Linked DNA regions of Sus scrofa: region 2 is linked to region 1. Evidence: chromatin contacts called from public Hi-C data. All regions are on one chromosome and are shown on one strand. The core of a region is the stretch at or near the end of the contact, and the rest is flanking DNA. Distances in the headings are between cores, read along the strand shown. Region 1 holds the start of ADAMTS15 (A disintegrin and metalloproteinase with thrombospondin motifs 15). Region 2 overlaps LOC110255461 (a long non-coding RNA gene).

Evidence for each region. A called contact is a pair of places that touch in the nucleus more often than the background predicts.
Region 2: a contact with region 1 is called in a Hi-C map of retroperitoneal adipose tissue, with 1.7 times the contacts expected there. The contact joins the enhancer-like site here to the promoter of ADAMTS15 in region 1. A contact is called at or near these places in 5 of 47 Hi-C or Micro-C datasets (embryonic fibroblasts, epiblast stem cells, retroperitoneal adipose tissue and 2 more) and 1 of 2 datasets of contacts at active chromatin or transcription factors (skeletal muscle).

Annotation. Positions count from the first base shown.
Region 1 is chr9:57,126,194-57,128,893 of Sscrofa11.1, reverse strand. It overlaps ADAMTS15 (A disintegrin and metalloproteinase with thrombospondin motifs 15), which reads right to left and starts at 1,367. Exons shown (of 8, transcript XM_003130081.4): 1 at 83-1,367. The coding sequence starts at 1,039.
Region 2 is chr9:57,296,873-57,299,572 of Sscrofa11.1, reverse strand. The region is part of intron 1 of LOC110255461 (a long non-coding RNA gene); the gene reads right to left. Among named protein-coding and RNA genes, the nearest start is that of ADAMTS15, 170 kb to the right of the region's middle. Within about 2 kb of position 1,357, at least 13 of the 83 cell types and tissues checked have an H3K27ac peak or open chromatin away from gene starts, as enhancers often do. A contact at or near this core is called in retroperitoneal adipose tissue, where this site is marked.

The DNA.
Region 1 (2,700 bases), core at 118-2,617:
AAAGGGCATTTGGAGAGCTAAGGGCGGTGACCCCAATAGAATGGGGGCTATCTGGGTCCAAAGAGGTGACAGATCAACTCACCTGCCTGGTGAAGAGGATGGCGGTGTCCCAGTACTCAGGATGCTTGTCACTCACTTTGTTCAGCTTCTTCTGCCACGCGCAGAAGTTGCGCAGCGTCAAGGCCGCGTTGCCCGTGACCTTGGGCCCTGTGTCGCGGTCTCCAAGAAGCAGCACCTTGACCACGACGATGTTGATGGGGTTGAGGATGCTGGGATGGCGGTAGAGTCGCGCCGCCGTGGCCAACAGCGTCAGCAGATAATGCTCCAAGTCCGCGCCGTGGAACTTGACCATGGACTCGTCTGCCACCACCAGCGTCTCCACGTATCGCGGGATAGACACGAAGCGCTTGGCGCGCCCGGACCTGCGCCGGCTGCGATCTTCCCCTAAGCCTATCCGCGGAGGCTTGTAAGCGTCCAGGGCCCGCAGAATGGCGGGGTTCCAGCCTGAGGCCACCCCACAGCGAGAGGTAGGATCTCCAGGAGGCCCGCCGGGGGCGGCCCGGCGCTGGAGGAGGTGTGCGCCCTGACTGTTGCGCTGCGCCGTCGGCGCGCTGGCATTGGGCAACGGGCTAATGACATACTCAGCGCCTCGGTATCCGAAGGCTCCGCGTATCCCCCCGCACAGGCTCACAGCAGCAAAAGAGTCTGGCTCCGCGTTCACGTCTCCAGAGTAGAAACAACGTCGCAAGTCCGGGGAGCTCTCGATGAGTCCCTGGAGGGGGACGCCCAGATGCTCTGTGGCGAAAGCGGGTGCCAGGAACTGAGCATCTGGCGTCAGGTGTAGGTAGAAATCCTCCTGAAATGCTGTGATCTGAAAAATGAGTCCCTGATCCTCTGAGTCCTCGGGACCCCGCCGGTAATAGCGGCGGCCGTTGATATCCGGGTCCAGTCGGATGGGGACCACCACCTCCCGCTCTGGCTCTGAGCCGCCAGCCGGTGCCCCGGCGAGAGCCAGCGTTAAGATGCCCAGCAGAAGCATGGCGCCGGGCAGCGCAGAGCCGCGCTCTCGGAAGGGCTCGACTCGGCTCCCCGGCAGCCGGCACCGTCTTCCTGAAGCCCGCACGCCAGAACCACCGACTCCCGGGGCCGCCCGCAGCTCCCAGAAAGGAGAGCCCAGGGAGGGAGGATCCTCCCAGGGCAGTGAGCGCGCACCGGGCTGCCCGCGCCGCCTACCTGTGCCTTTCCAGGCAAAGCGCGCCCTGGGAGCTTAAGTACAATCGCTGTCAAGTGCAAAGACGAAGATTTGCAGCCGAGAACTAGAGGGAGGTGCCGGGCCGCTTCTCCGAACCGCAGCCACTCGCAGCGCCGCAAACCAGGCGCGGCGAGCCTATTAAAGGCCCCCTCCTCTTTGGACTGCCCAGTCAGCGCCCTCCCTCTCTCCCCTCCCAGCCTCCCAAAGCTTGCAGCCTCCTGGGGCCACCGAAGAACTCGGTCCCGCCTCCAGAGCTGAGAGCCACTTGGCGGGGAGGGAGTGGCGTTGAACTGAGGCGGGAGGCGTGGGCTGGCCGGAGAAACTAGCTCTGGAGTCTGGATTCACGTTGTGCTTTCAAGCTATGCCTCCTCCGCACCTCCCCTCCGCCCCATGCCCCACACATCAGCCGGGACCCACATCTGGCCGCTCCCTGGGCCTCAGCCTTTAGCTCAAGGCAGTAGGGCTCAGAAGTTGGAAATGAAGACTGCCATTGAACCCCCTTATCCCTTCTATTACAATATCCCTGCTCTTTCCTCATCGCAGTGTCCCCTAAAAGTCCCAGAACCAAGGACTCCCTGTAAATGTGCTCCTGCTGCCAGAAGGGCACATTGCTGGGCACATGGAGAGACCTTCTGGAAGGTACGGCTGCCCAGACCCACAGTCCGCCCTGGGGGCAAGGGTGTGCTGGATGGGCTGGTGCAAATGGTTAATTTTCAAGAACTTTGCCTGTCAGCTATTAAACACAGTCATTATTAAAATTTTTAATTATATGGATGTATAGTTATAACCTATGCTTAGTAATAAACTCCATCACTTCCTAATTATTTGAGCATAATTACCTGAGCTCTTACACCTTGGGAACCACTAGCCCTCCAGGACAGCGGCCAGCACCAGGAAGGAGAGCAGAGGTGCGGGAGTGGATGGTAGGATTGAGTGTGTGGCCTTCCCCATCTCCCAGGGCAGGGGCGGCAGGACAGGAGCTTGGAACAGGTCCTGTGGGAATGTTTATACCACTGACATGGGCAAACAGTGCCACTCAGGGCTTGGGGGGGGGACTGTGTCCAGCACTGACCATCAGTGCCTGGGGTGCTGTGGGGAAAGAGATGGTCTTCCCACCAGGGAGGGGCCGAAGCACTGTGGACAGTAAAAAAGTAATCATCCAGAAAAAATCCTTCCTCCCTGACATTCTTTCATTTGACCCTTGACCAAGTATATGGAGGACACTGGGGTGGGAGGCTGGGTGTGCATAGGTGGGACGAGACCATCAGGCCAAGGGTTCCCATTTCATCTGAGGGGGTCTGAAGAGCCCTGTTCCAGGCTCTGGACCTTGAGGTCCTCCCTAGCTCTCCATAAAAATCACCTTCTTGGAGTTCCCGTTGTGGCTCAGTGGTTAGCGAATCTGTCTAGGAACCATGAGGTTGCTGGTTCGATCCCTGGCCTTGCTCAGT
Region 2 (2,700 bases), core at 108-2,607, 170 kb before region 1:
AATCTTCCCCACTATTGAGGCAAGACTCTTCTTAAAATTCTCCCTGATTCCCCTTGCATTGGGAGATTTTCAACTGCGGATTTAGGAAACAGGAAATACCCTAACCCTAGCTGATGCTCTGTTACAGGGTTTCTTTAATCCTTTCAAGGTGATTCTTTCCCCAGCTCTTCATAGTCTTTTCATGTGCTTGGCCTGATCAGTACGCACCTGAACACTTGAAGGGGACTCTCTTGGTGCAGGTCTCTCCTCTCTGGTGACCTTCCCTTCATTCTAGCTGTCTTGGCTTTCCTTGGCTTGGCTCCCAACTCCATCTTCTTTACTTAAGGAAAAAACTATGCCCTGCCTGGGTTCCTTTCATCCATATTGTGACCTGAACACATTTTCCAGATAATAAGCTAAGGCAATGGTAGAGGTCCCCTCCTATGCTTCCTCCTTTTTTTTTTTTTTTTTTTTTTTTTTTGTCTTTTCCGGGGCCGTACCCGTGGCATATGGAGGTTCCCAGGCTAGGGGTCTAATCGGAGCTGTAGCCGCCGGCCTATGCCACAGCCACAGCAACAACAGATTCAAGCCACATCTGTGACCTACACCACGGCTCACGGCAACACCAGATCCCCAACCCACTGAGCAAGGTCAGGGATTGAACCTGAAACTTCGTGGTTCCTAGTGGGATTTGTTTCCACTGTGCCACAACAGGAACTCCTGCTTCCTCCTTCTTAATGACCGCTGTCCTGTGCGGCTTGATGTTCAAAGCCTATGCCTATCTTACAGAAATATCTTTAGTTAACATTACAGGGAACTGGCAGTCAGCAAATTTTGCTGATCAGTATTGGATCCACTTGCATCCTCATTCATGGGCTGGAGCCTGAGAAACGAAGAGTCAATGATGACCTGTGTTCACCTAGTTAAAGCTATCTGAGATTGAAGATACAAGGAAGAAACTATACCTCTGGAGGAGAAATAGGGATAAGTCCCAAACCCCTAGTTTCCTTGTGGGTTATGAAAGATTCCCCTTTCAAGAAAAAAAGGAGGGGTTCTACCAATATCTGGACCAACTTTCTTTCATACTTTCCCCCAAAATAAACCACAGGTTCAAAGAAGGCAAAACTGCCTGTCTTACTCACGATGAAATCCCAACTTCTATATCAGTGTCTGGCATATTAGAGGAATTTTGGAAATGTTGGGTGGATGGACACATCTAAGCAGGAACCAAAAAACCCTCATATCCTCTAACAAATTTAGACAATGAACACAGCAAGGACAGAACATGAAACCCAGGCCCAGCCTTACACTTATAATCCACCTACCCCCACCTTGTTAGCTGGGCTCTAGGAGGCAGAACTTGGAGATGAAGGGGTGACTACTCAGGGCCCCTCCCACCATACTGCTGCGTTTCTCTGCCAAACCCTAAGGTCTCAGGGCTCCTCTTAGCTCAGGAACATCTGTGAGTTTCCTTAAACCCATTTCCAGATTTGGTAAATATAAAAGGCAGAACAAAGTTGAGCAGCTCAAGGAAGTGAGTGAGAGGATAACAGGTCCTTGTGCCCTGGAAACCCGGCATCACTGGACAGTGCTAAATTCGGTACAAAGAAGCCATCTGGCCACTTTAGTCTTAATCCCATCAAGTTTGTTGAAAAGTATTTGCTGGTAGATTGAAAGTGAAGGGAGAATTTAAAAATAGTGTAATTAGATGTGATGCCAGAAAGTCTTGTCACAAGCCATCCAAGAGCAAGGGAGGAAAATGAAGAAGAAATTACAACTACAATTGAATAAATACACCACAATAAATGATAATAAACCCAAGCAGGCCCTGGCCTCAGTGCCTACATTCTTCTAGGCAGTTCACCATGCTCTGTGTGCTGGGCTTCTTGGCAGGCTGAGCTGAGCTGGGCTAGATTCAGCAGTGCTCAGGAATGCGAGTAGGAGGAGGTTGCCAGGCACCACAGCCCTGGCAGGTTGTCAGAGGGGCTAGAAGGGACTGATAGATACCAGGTAGTGCTTTGTCTCTGGGCATCCTCCACTGCCCCAGGTGGACCCAGCCCCCAGCCTGCAGGGGAAACTCACAACCTCCCCCCAGCAGGAAAAAAAGACAGGCTGCAGAAAGCATTTCTAGGGCTAAGCTTGCCTGCCTGAATCATTCTGCATTTAATGACCACTATTCAGCAAGTGCTTTGCATTCTCTAGTACCTGAGAACCTATGCGACAAAAGTTTATGTGGACTTTGGCTTCTTATATTCAATGGGGCAGTGCCAGGAAGCACTGGAGATCCTTAACTTCAAGTGCTAGAGTGCTTGTAAAATCGCACACTAGCTGGGCTTACAAATCTCCAAAGACAGGAATAAGAAGATTCACCTCCACTGCTCCACCGAGGAGCACATTCAGGCCCCAAACTATCAATTAGACAGGAAGGTACCACCTTCTCGCCACTTCAGTGGTTCTGCATCCAGCTAGACAGACGCAAGTGGAAAATTATCTGCAGCACTGAGTCTATAAGGGCAATAATGCTTGATGCAGCAGAGCACCAGTCTTAGGATCCAAAGGCATGAGCTTGTGCCTGGATCCATCACTTACTGACTCTGCAATCATGAACAAGTCGCTAAAGTCAATGAGATCAATCTGTTCATAGACAAGAGAGGATACCATGTCCTATCCCAGTAAATCATAAAATGGCATACAGATGTTAGTGGTTCTTACTGCTAATGA